Regions from separate parts of the Mus musculus genome. Here region 1 is linked to region 2. Evidence: chromatin contacts called from public HiChIP or PLAC-seq data. All regions are on one chromosome and are shown on one strand. Each heading gives the region's core, a stretch centred on a gene start, on an enhancer-like site or on the middle of the called end of the contact. The rest is flanking DNA. Distances are from core to core; before and after follow the strand shown. Region 1 has its middle 24 kb from the start of Gm29960. Region 2 overlaps Gap43 (growth associated protein 43).

What was found. HiChIP or PLAC-seq counts read pairs in DNA pulled down with a chosen protein or histone mark.
Region 1: an H3K27ac HiChIP or PLAC-seq map of heart atrium shows a contact between it and region 2, with 6 times the contacts expected there. The contact joins two enhancer-like sites. A contact is called at or near these places in 2 of 484 Hi-C or Micro-C datasets (cortical neurons and embryonic fibroblasts) and 3 of 115 datasets of contacts at active chromatin or transcription factors (embryonic midbrain, forebrain and heart atrium).

Annotation. Positions count from the first base shown.
Region 1 is chr16:42,673,188-42,679,887 of GRCm38.p6, reverse strand. No RefSeq gene overlaps it. Among named protein-coding and RNA genes, the nearest start is that of Gm29960, 24 kb to the right of the region's middle. Within about 2 kb of position 2,392, at least 48 of the 459 cell types and tissues checked have an H3K27ac peak or open chromatin away from gene starts, as enhancers often do. A contact at or near this core is called in heart atrium, where this site is marked.
Region 2 is chr16:42,317,433-42,323,775 of GRCm38.p6, reverse strand. All of the region lies in intron 1 of Gap43 (growth associated protein 43), which reads left to right. Among named protein-coding and RNA genes, the nearest start is that of Mir6540, 17 kb to the right of the region's middle. Within about 2 kb of position 3,740, at least 10 of the 459 cell types and tissues checked have an H3K27ac peak or open chromatin away from gene starts, as enhancers often do. A contact at or near this core is called in heart atrium, where this site is marked.

The sequences.
Region 1 (6,700 bases), core at 1,143-3,642, 360 kb before region 2:
TATTTAAAACTGTTTGTTTTTCCAAATGAATGTTAAGGATCATTTTTGTCCCTTTCTACATAAAATCAAAATAAACTTTACTAAGTATTATGTTGAATCTATCTATCTATCTATCTATCTATCTATCTATCTATCTATCTATCTATCATCTTTCTATGCATTATCTATCACACCTATCATCTATTATTTATCTATGTATTATCTACCACAATTATCTATCATCATCTATCATATAACCATATATTATGTAGATTTTAAGTCCTTTCAATGATTTTGTACAGTTTTCACTGAATGTGCCTTATATTTTTCAAAATATTCTTACGTATTCCATTTTTGATGCTACCATATAGGATAGTTCTTAAAATTTGATTGCCAGGATGTAACATTCAAAAACATTTATTTATTGGTTCTAACAGTTCGTTGTTTTAAATGGCTTCCTTGGGGTTTTCTATATGTGAGATAATTTCACTTGATTACATAGATTTACATCTTTCTTTTCAATCTAGAGGATTATTGTTTTTTTCTTGTTTAGTTTCCCTGGCTAAAACATCTAATTCAATGCTGACCAGAAAGCATAAGACAAGTGTGCAGCCTTATTCATGAAAGTATATAGGCTTGCCTTATTTGTGAAGGTATAGAAAGTCTTTCAGCATGATGTAGAGCTGAGCATATTTCATAGATGTCCTTTCTCAGAGTGAGCATTTTTTTCTTCTATGCCAGTTCTATAAACATCATAAAAGGATGTAGAATTTTTTCATATACATATTCTCTGTTTGTTGAGATGATCATATGTTTTAAACTTTTTATTCCATTAATATGTCCTGTTGTAGCTGCATATGCATCAAAAGATGGCCTAGTCGGCCATCACTGGAAAGAGAGGCCCATTGGACACGCAAACTTTATATGCCCCAGTACAGGGGAACGCCAGGGCCATAAAAGGGGAGTGGGTGGGTAGGGGAGAGGGGGTGGGTGGCTATGGGGGAATTTTGGTATAGCATTGCAAATGTAAATGAGCGAAATACCTAATAAAAAATGGAAAAAAAATCAAAAAAAAATATGTCCTGTTGAGTGATTTTCATGTTGGAACAACCTTTAAGTTTTGTGGTATATAATCATACTTTTATATTTTGTTGGGATCGGTTTACTAGTGTTCAAAAGAATGACATTTGCATCTGGGTTTATGAGATATTGGTCTGTACTTTTGACATTCTTATTTGTTTTTAGTTCTGGAATAATATTGTTTCATAGACTTCAAATATTTTATCAGGAGAATGATGCTAAAGACTGACTTGGTCAACAGCAAGGGTGCTTTTTGTTTGTTTGTTTTTTGTTTGTTTGTTTGTTTTTGTTTTGTTTCTGCATTTCATACCAAAGAGTGATGCACAAATTAGAAGGGGACGAAACATGCAACCTGGAAAATGGGTATGTAGGTAATGGAAGGGACCAAGTTGGAAAAGATGAGGGTCAGAAGTGAGGTGTAGGAACAAACATTGAAGAAACATGTTAAATACAGCATGTTTTAAGATATTTGTGTTAAGTACTATTTGTATCTCCTATAACTTATCTCTTAATGGCATTTGCAGCATAGCTAGCTACAAAAGCCTTTGGCTTCTTTCAGTTTCATATTTGCTGGCACTGCTGCTTGCTCTACATCCTTAGCATCAGCCAAACTATTCTCTTTGCTGGTTTTACAGGTGAGACTAAATTTTAGAGAAGGGACTCTGTTTAAAAACCCAGGTGAAAAACAGAAGAAACAAGGAAAGAAAGACTACAAATGCATACATAATACTGCCTCACGATATTCCAGATAAGCACAGGATATGTTTCTGAACCCTAGTTAGTCATTGGGTAAGAAAACTTGGCTTGAATCTGTGTCCTATAACGGCCAAAACAGAAACTACTATTTTTCCTTCTCTCTGTGCCTCTGTACTATGTTCCATGTTCATATCAAAACAGACTATCTGTAAAAATCAACAAGTCTTACAAGTACTTTATAAGTCATCTGTGGTAGAAATGATTTCATGTTTATTAGGAGTTCCTCCTTAGGAAATTAAATAGCATAGAAGAACAAAGTTACTTTTCACTTCCTCAGACTATGAAGGCATGGAGGAAGTCTGCATTCTCCATGTTCAGCCTCAAACATTTAGCATCTTGGGTGAGACATTGGCTCTTCCTTTTTCTCCCGAAGAGCACAAATGAGGATTTAGTCTTCTCTAGTTTCCCCACTTTTCAACCATAGATTCAAGTGGGAATGAGGAGTTATAGGATACTCTGCAGGGCAAACAGGTCCATACACATAAAGCCTTTCAAGCCATGCTATACACAGTATCTGCTGTATTAATGTTTGCTGTGGTTATATTATCCCTTCCCAGTTACACATAACCTTCACAGCTCGCTATTGTTTGCGTCCATCTGGAGTTACTCATTTCCTGCCTGACTTCAGTCACATCTGCTGCAGGCCTTTAACATTTGTGAATTTGACATTTGTGAGCTCAAGCATTCTAAATCCACCCAAATAGTCATGACTCACTGAGATTTGAAATTTTCTTCAAGCAAAATTTGTCTCAACTTAATCTGGAAGGACCGAGCCTGCAGAACTTAGTCAGTGAGTGGATGTTTTGCCACATCCACTTTTCCTGTGCCGTTGTTGAATCTTGTTCTATGCGGTGGTGATCTGAAGGCAACCCAGACAGGGAAGACTATTGCAGTATACGTTTGGCTGTTGATTCATACCCTCGCTGCACTTCAGAATGTATGATGTGCCTTTGTATTGTGACCGAATGTCATTTCAGCTTTCACAACAACCACTCCAAAAGACAGGCCACTGCACACACACAATTCTGAATACAATTGTGAATAATTTAGATGAGAAGAAAACTGGGGAGTGTAGTTAGAATCTGATTGTCTGGGGAGGTGGGGAAATCTCGTAAAAATAATGCAAAGGCTTGGACTGAAGGAGGAACAACAGGATGTATGAGTAAGCTTTGCTGATGTAAAGGGAAGTGTGACGCTCAGAGATATGGAGTAAAGAGAAGACAAATAAATGTTCCTGGCTCAGATCTTGAGAACAGCTTTAGAGTCACTGGAGCTGTCCAGCAATGGCAAAGTTTAAGTGTGGGGGACACTGAAAATATTTAAGCAATGGCTAGAGAGTTCTTGGCCAAGAATTCATGGCCACCTGGCCTTGCTCCTGGAGCACCATCTACTTGTACAGACGAAGAACATTAGCTCTACACAAAGACTCCAAATCTCTCTCTGTCAGAGAGGAAGTGCTGTACCTAGGATTAGCTCTTCCTGTTTCCTGTATCTTTCTATGTCATTTCCGATTTTCTAAGGGGCTTTGGATGGAGGTTTCATTTGATTGGCATTTACTCTTGGCTTTATCCCAGGATATGACTTTCAGCAGTCTCCTGGAAATGGTTGACCTACCTAGTCTTTGGTTCGGTTCCTAACATCTCTGTAGTTTGGAACTGTTCACCAAGGAGAAAAAGAAAGGTACACACCATTGTAAATGTAATGACCAAATGAAGGAATATGATTTCTGTCATTTTTAGGGACCTATTCTTTTATCTTTTAAGTGAGGGACCAAATGTGAAAAGATATTGGGCTGGATTGTCTTTATGGGCAGGCTTATATCATTGTAAGATGTGTATTTGTACGTATTTGGAAAACCAGACTTTTGATAAGGGTTAGAAAGATAATATGATCACAGAAAGTACAAAGAGATGAAGGGAAACGTTGTCTCCCACCACAGACTATAAATAGAGTTCCTGGAAGCATTCTTCCCTGCCTCTACCTCTCCTGTGGCAAGACGATCAAATGTGACCATGACCTTACAGCTGCCCTTGTGAGTCTTGCTACTGCTGCTGTTGCCTTCTTCTTTGCCTTGGCAAGCTAAACTGGAAGAAGAAAGAACAGAGTTCTCAGATAGATATGACCACAGATATCACCTGTCAAGTGTCCAGTCACCCTAGTAGAAATTGTTGCTTGACCACAGCAGTATAATTATGGCATCTTTATCCTTGGTAGCTAGAAGCATCTTTAAAGAATTGGCTAAATATTTCCCTTACTTACTGGCTTCTTTGCCATGAAGTCAACAATTTTAAATTGTTTTTTTAAAAATTAGGCTAATCTCAATAGGTTATTTTGTTGTTATTTGTTGTTGTTGTTGTTAAGCATGCTTCCAAGGACTAGCAAGATATAGTTGAGGTCTCATGAGAGAAGAGGTTGCAGAATCGATGGATGGGAGAGATTTTGTTGTTGTACTAAAACAAGGAATGAGATTCTTGCATATGGAGTTCCACTAGACGTGCTGAATGGGCAGTCTTAAGACACTGAGAGACAACCAGAACTTCTGGTCCACAAAGCTTGTATTCTAACTGTCTTCACTGGGAATCTTTGTCTCTCCTCCTGCCTCTGTTTTGAGAATCTATCAACATCTACTTCTTGTTTTTCTTTCTCCTCCCGCTCTATGTAGTCACCACATGCATGCTCTTACTTTCTTTCTTTTATCTTTTGCCATTGAGTTGCATGCCTTACCCTCTGTCTCAGTCTTCTCAGAGCGTTCGCTGTCCTTCCTAGCTGTTTATTCACAGTGCTGGGATTCTTTCCCATACACCTGTGCCCACACACTTCCTGCTTAACTTGGCATCCACTGCATCATTATTGGTCCTCCTTTGCTGGTGGTGACTCAGTGTGGCTTGTTCTGAAATGCTGTGTTGGTGTCTGCTTGGACCTGTGTCATCTGAAACTGACATGTAAATAAAGCATCATCAAAAGTTGTCCCTGTGGAGAAGGAAATGCACAAAATAGTCTGGAGGAAGAGACTCATGTCACCTGATGCTAAACTCAGGCCTGATGACACTTGGCTCAATGACTCAGTGTTTATAATAAGTCCTAGAACATGTGGTCTTTTTTTTTTTTTTTACTGAAATTCGAACTTTTTATATATATTAAATGTCTCTGTTTGGGTACTTTTTATATTTTGCTTTCTGATAGCTAATGTTTGTAACACTTCTGCATGATTTTCCATGTGATCCTGACGTTTATCTTCTAGCCTGAAGCTTTCTTTGTGAGAACCATTTTCTTTTCTGTTCTATCATATCAATTGTTTCATGGTTACATTGTGTCATTTTCATGGTTTATTGTAATTAAATATTTCCATCTATCACTGCCTCTTAAGAATCAGTTAAAATCAATGTTATTTTGGTCCATACTGAGAAAGTTCTATCATAACAACAGAACTTCCCTCTCTAAATGTGTCATAGATTATAGCCATGCTGGTGCTCTCTGAAATAGTTCCTAAAATGGTGAGAATATAAACGTCTCAGGTCCTGTAATGCAAAATAATCTATATGAAGAACTGTGTGGTATGGAGTAGAAGGATTAGAAAAGCAAGAGCCCCAATACTTAGACTCCTTACAATGAGTATGTGTATTGTTATTGTCTGGGGGATTATGAGACTATTGCTGGGCCATTACCTACATATATATATGTATATATTGAGGTACATATAGTTTTTAGAGCTTGTTGCTTTGGATATTTTTATCTACCAAGCTCCTTTCTCCCATGCTGACACCTGGCTACTACTATCAGAAGTTCCAAGTAGTAGTATATGAGAAATGACAGATTCTTGTGTCTGCTGTGTAGCTATTAGGGCCATAGGAATCACTGTTACCTATGCAACTATCCCAACCAACACTAAGGCAAAATGATATAATGTGGATGTGCATTAATAACTGTTTAGATAGCATACAAAACATCAGCCAGGTAGAATGGAGTAATTGAAGTTTTACTATTTATATAAAAATACTCAAAATTTTGCACTTAGAATTTTCTGTTTTCTTTAAATGTATATATTTACATATAATTCAAATAATATTTAGCCACAACATACATGGTTTTATTTACATTCATTAATGTTAAAACATATCCAAAATTTCTCATTTCCACTTTGAAAATCTGCAGGTGTTTGGAAAATACTGTACCCCTCTTGGGAGATGAGCCGGAAGGCTTAGGCCAGTGGGAGACACTTTGAGAAAGGCTTTGACATCATGTGCTAACTGTGTGTGTCAGTGTCACACACTTCCTGTCGCCACGATATAGCTCTTAGACACAATTGGATCTGACATTATAGATCCTGACATTCAGATTCAACACTGAAAATTACATTTGTTATACTTTTGCAGAGGCGTGCATGGCAGTCACATGTACTACAGGACTGTGGTGGAGTGCTGAGACACATTGTTAGTGTACACAGCTGACCACAAAGGACATTACTTGGTGGTCACTTAAACATTTCTTCCAGTTCCAGTGCTATTGTTCATTCTACAAAGTGAGACAAACTAACGCCAACTATGGTACCCACTTGGGTATCACCAAAATCTCAGAATATGTATTTGTTTCATAATGTAGCTATTTTATGTATAGTGTAACATATACATAGTACTTAGATTATATATAATCTCTCTTGATTCACACCATTACCATTTGAGTCAGTCAAGGAAAACCTGTTCCTATAGATGAACACGGGGAAGTTCAAACTGAATGTATTACATCCTAGAGAAGGGGTGTGGTCTTTTCATTTCTCTCCCTGTACCTTTTCTCTCAATTTAAAAAATGCTGTTGTGACTGTATGTGGGTTGGATCCATAGATGGAGCAGTCTCTGGATGGCCTTTCCTTCAGTCTCTGCTTCACACT
Region 2 (6,343 bases), core at 2,491-4,990:
GGCCACAAACTATTTTGTTGCTTTTTGTCTTTTGGCTATTATTTCTATTATATATTATAATAGAATAATATTATATATATTATATACACATACATACACACACACACACACATATATATGACTTTATTTTCTGAAGTTAATATTTTCCTCAAATGTCATAAAATATATTTTATTTGTTTACCATGAATTTACTAATTTGTCCAACCAGCTTTGGAGGTTTGGGGAGTGAATTTTGTAAGCAAAATGACATTAGTAGGTGTAAAGATTTAAAGAGTACAATCCCAAAAGTCTTTAATGATTAAATGAATTAACACACACACACACATACATACACACACACACACACACACACACACACACACACACACACACACACAACCCTATACCGTAAAACCTAACTGTCATGTAACACACTTAATTTTAGCTATTGCTTATTCTTGTTGATGTTACTACTGATCTATGATCAAAGAGTCACATATCTGCATATCTTTTTGTAGAGTTTCTCAGACAGCTAATTTCTGTATTAAGGATTGTGTATACCTGTATATGTACATATACATGTTACATGGAGTTCAGTGGACACATAATTGCTTCCAAAGGAAAGAGATACCAATGCTGCCTAGTTAAATTCTGTACATTCTTGGCTCTCAACACTCCTTAGGAGTCAATGTATTAACTGTTGGAGTCTGGAAGTCAGAGGCATAATTATCATATCATACAGGTGTGGCCAACATGAAGAAAGACAGAGGCTGCCTTGCTTAGCTCAGAGAGGGTGTCTACTCCTTGAGAGCAGGACATGGGCAGGACTAGATTACCCACTTGGAGCCTTCAGTCAGTTATACAGAGAGGCAATGCCAACTACAATTTATCCTCGGTGATTATGTCATGCAAGTCCTGTGGCTGTGCTCCTGATGGACCCACGTCCTATCCAGCTGATTTCCTTGATTATGTTCCCCCAAACCACTTTTCCTCCATCCCTGCATATTTTGAATCCATTCCTCTGGCCTTCCCATCAATGGCATGAACTCAAGTCCTATCCTAACACAAGCCAGGTTCTGTTGTCTGCCCAAGAATCTCATGGATGCAACACGGTCCAGATCAGACCTGAAGTAACAGTCATTTTTATTAATTAACTAATTAATTAATTAAGTAGTTAATTTTGATAGGGTTGGGGTTTGGGTTCTGAATATTCCCTCTATTTGAAAGGTTTGTTCACAAAATATACTTGTAATTGGTTCCCTTAAGTCCTTGAACATCTCAGCTGTTACATCTCATCAAAGAAGCTTCCCACCACGTTAGATGAAATAGCACACAACACACAACCATCATCTGTTCCCTTTCATACACTTTCATCTTCAACTCCAGCAATGGTTTCTACTCTAGACAGTGATCTATATTCTTCTCCCCCATTTAAGAACTGTGTGAACTGCGTGCAGCTTCTGTGACTCCGGGAGTGACATATATAGGCTCGAACCTACTATACTGCCTGCCATATTTGAGATATTTAAGAAATGTACATCTACTGCCGAAATGCATGCATTTAGATTCTGCTGAGATGTAAGAAGCAGCTAAGAAACGCAACTGCTAGAGAATCTACTTCACCTCTCCCCCTGCCATTCCTAACTTCTGTCCCTTCAGCATGACCAACAGCATCTCAGATGTTTCTTTCAGTCTAACTGTCAGTGGAAGATGTATGGTAGACTGAATTTCCAAAGAGGATTGAAAAAAAAAAATCGGTTCTGCCTACCACTATAAAATGCTTATTTATTTCTTCTTTTACATCTTAATTGTTTAAATATTTGGGGAGGATTTTCCTGCTGTGATAAATTTATACTCATTAAATTGTCAAATGTGACTGTATTATTTATTTATTTATTGCAGGCACTGCTGGGGAGCTGCTTGCTTTTGCCACTGGCATCATATGGCTTTGACTGATTATTGCATTTTCCCGATAGTCTCTGGGCAGGACTATCAGGGTGATAAATGATAAAGGTAGGAGGAGGTCAGACTCTGGATGAGGAAGGTTAACAAACCTGGACCAGTAAGTCTGGCACCATGAGACATCCTTAGCACTAAGATAAAGCATCTGCCCATGTCTTGTTTGCATTCTGGCTTAATCTTCAGAGTTAACATGGCAACACACTCTCAGGATAAACCAAGCCAGATCTTCTAGAAAGGATTTATGTTTCAAAGCATAAAGAAAAATCCTTGTGGTTACTGGCTGCATTATGTATGATTCTAGCTAGTCTTTATGGTTGCTGCTAGAACTTTACAACTTCTTAACATCTGTGACTTATGAATGGGGATAATTTTTTAAAGTGATCCATGTAGGACATTTTAAAGCACTTGGAGTGATGTGGAAGACCTGAAGGATAAAGTGTAGGACTGGAACAATGGCAGGTACAGTTCCTGTGGCTGCAAGAAGCTCACATTACTTGCTACCCTGACCTGCTCAGAGCCCCACCTCTACCAAACCTTTCATTTGAAATGGAAGTCAGGTGGTGGCTCTGCTAATGTGGGGTGTGTTCAGCATGTCTTAGTCCAGCTCACAGCGCCTAATGTGGCAGGAAGAGTACAGAATCTATTCAATCTTTTATGTTTGCCCAGAGACAGAAATAACTTTAAAGTATATGTATGGTTAGCCCCAATATATCCCAATGTATTAATAGCTCCATCGATCTCTAAGTAAGAAAAGATTTTAAAAGCTATGCTATCTGTGAATCATTCATTTATTCATCAGGAAATATTTATTAAGTACCTAGTATAAAGATTGTTGACTAAAGCCATTCTATCCAAACAGAAAAAGAGATCGGAACAGTGTCTGACAGCACATGCTACTACTACAGTCAACTGCTGCTGCTGCTGTTGCTGCTGCTGTTGTAGCTGTAGTGGCAGTAGTTTTGCTGTTTGAGATAGGGTTTGCTGTGCAGTGCAGGCTAGCTGTATAACCCAGGTAAGCATCAAACATACAAATTCTGTTGTCTCTACCTCTCCAATGCTGGGGTTACAAACTCTTGTCTTTATTTCTCAAATTTCATTATCCCTGGATGCTCTCTGAGCTATGGAAGAGATGGAATTAATACAAAGTCATATGTTTATAATATATGTGGTATGATTAATAATATTAATATATATGATTAATATAGAAATAATATATGTAATATATATGCCACAAGTAACATCTCAAAGCCTCTCCATGTATCTCAGAATGCTTACCCCTGGTTGGTATTTTTAAAAAGCCTCAATAGCTTCCTTTAGCTTTATTTGTATAGAAATAACCAAGCTTTAACGTAAGGCTGAAGTGTTAAGATGAAATTCTCCACGTGGACAACGCTTACAAATATCCCAAGGAAGATATTTCTTGAAGCTCCTCAGCATTGACCTCAGAAAGACTGAAGGTGTTATAAAATCTCACAAAATAGAAAATATGATGCACACAAAATTGAAAACTCTGGAATTTAGAGACTTAAGAGATTCATACTCTTAGGTGTACTGTAATAGTTAATTTTCATTAATCAGAAGTTTGGTTTAATAATGATTGATAAAAAAGAAATATTAATTTTTAAACTTTTAAATACACCACCAAAAAAGCTCATTGGCTTATACCTTCTCATAGGATTTATTCTTAAATCATGACCTAAGAGTCCCCTGTTATTCTATCACTGCCAGGAAGCAGAGACTTGGTGCCAAGGCTAAGTCAGCCTTGGATAAACAGATTGTCTGGCCTCAGCCACCAATCTGTCCATTGTTTGTGACCTATAAAGATTTTTCCTGCAGGCAGCTCTGCTTGTGTCAACTGTGTGTGCATAGTGGAAACTTCCCAAGCTGTCACTTCCTAGGTTTGTTGTGCTTATCCAACTAGTTACTACAGTTCTCTGTCCCTCCTCTTCCCTCATTCTCCTTCTCATATTCCTTCATGTTTTTCTTAGGCTTCAGTAAGGCTTAATGAAGGTGTACAATTTGCTCAGAGGTTTGAATCTAAAGACCTCAAGATTATAACACTTAAGCTTCAAAATGCATCCGTTGTGTAGGAAGGTCCACGGTGGTCGTTACAGGTGGCCAAAGAAAAAGGAAGCCTTCCAGTATTCTATACTAAACATAACCTTCAGAAATTTCTGCAGAGCTCAAGTTAGCAGGCAGCCATGTCGTACAGAAAATAACATAGCTAGGATTAATCCCTAATAGGAGAAGCTTCTCAGTTGAGACTCATTTGCAAGTTGTCACCATATGGTGATACATCAGAAACCGTCTTACCCTGTTTTACACATAAACAACCAGCTTGTGTTCTCTAAACCACTATCATGAATCAGAGTCTATTAGGTGCCTTGGAGTGTATTTTGATGGGGCAGTGGGTTAAAAATCTCCATTACCATGGGTGGAAAATGCTGCCCTATGAATGACCATGATGCATCTTAAACCTCACATGTTGATATTGTTTTGTGATGATCAAGTACTGTTTATGAGCCAGAAAGGAAATCTGCAAACACTACATCTGCCAGCTCTGTGATCATGGACACCCCAGTCTCCAGAACTCAGACACAAAATTCTGTTGTTCATAAGCTATTTAGTTTCTGTTATTTTTGTTAGATCAGCATAGACTTAGAGAGGAGCAGGGATGATATTTAGTAATGTGTACAAACTGAGAGGGACAATTGAGAAAATAGCAAAACAAGGTTGTTTATTAAAGCAGAACTTTATAACATTATTTTCCACTCATGATCCTTTTCATCTAGGAAATTTTTACATGACCCCAGTATATGGGTATGTAAAATGAGTATACAAATAAAGCCTTTACTGATAACAAACTACAAATACATTTAAATATTCTTATGAATATTACTTTATCACTTATTAAGGACAAAGCAAATTTTTCTATTAATAAGATGACTCTTTATGCTCATTTATTTTTTATAAATAGTTGAATCTAGGGTAATTACTCAACACTGTAGGACACAAAGTATGATCAGAGCTATTCAGAGATGGTCAATATTTTGATGATTTTCAGTGAGATCGATTTCAGAATTGCCAGTGTTGAAAATGCTACTTCACAGCTATATAACACAGGAGAAAGGTGGCACAGCTCATTTCAGGGATTGTTTGAAATTCTGCCTCAATTCCAAGCCCAAACTCATTAAATCACTTTTTTTCTTTTCTTTCCATTTTTTATTAGGTATTTAGCTCATTTACATTTCCAATGCTATACCAAAAGTCCCCCATACCCACCCACCCCCACTCCCCTACCGGCCCACTCCCCCTTTTTGGCCCTGGCGTTCCCCTGTTCTGGGGCATATAAAGTTTTTTTGTCCAATGGGCCTCTCTTTCCAGTGATGGCCGACTAGGCCATCTTTTGATACATATGCAGCTAGAGACAAGAGCTCCGGGGTACTGGTTAGTTCATAATGTTGATCCACCTATAGGGTTGCAGATCCCTTTAGCTCCTTGGGTACTTTCTCTAGCTCCTCCATTGGGAGCCCTGTGATCCATCCATTAGCTGACTGTGGGCATCCACTTCTGTGTTTGCTAAGCCCCGGCATAGTCTCACAAGAGACAGCTACATCTGGGTCCTTTCAATAAGATCTTGCTAGTGTATGCAATGGTGTCAGCGTTTGGATGCTGATTATGGGGTGGATCCCTGGATAAGGCAGTCTCTACATGGTCCATCCTTTCATCTCAGCTCCAAACTTTGTCTCTGTAACTCCTTCCAAGGGTGTTTTGTTCCCACTTCTAAGGAGGGGCATAGTGTCCACACTTCAGTCTTCATTTTTCTTGAGTTTCATGTGTTTAGGAAATTGTATCTTATATCTTGGGTATCCTAGGATTTGGGCTAATATCCACTTATCAGTGAGTACATATTGTGTGAGTTCCTTTGTGAATGTGTTACCTCACTCAGGATGATGCCCTCCAGGTCCATCCATTTGGCTAGGAATTTCATAAATTCATTCTTTTTAATAGCTGAGCAGTACTCCATTGTGTAGATGTAACACATTTTCTGTATCCATTCCTCTGTTGAGGGGCATCTGGGTTCTTTCCAGCTTCTGGCTATTATAAATAAGGCTGCTATGAACATAGTGGAGCATGTGTCCTTCTTACCAGTTGGGGCATCTTCTGGATATATGCCCAGGAGAGGTATTGCTGGATCCTCCGGTAGTACTATGTCCAATTTTCTGAGGAACCGCCAGACGGATTTCCAGAGTGGTTGTACAAGCCTGCAATCCCACCAACAATGGAGGAGTGTTCCTCTCTCTCCACATCCTCGCCAGCATCTGCTGTCACCTGAATTTTTGATCTTAGACATTCTGACTGGTGTGAGGTGGAATCTCAGGGTTGTTTTGATTTGCATTTC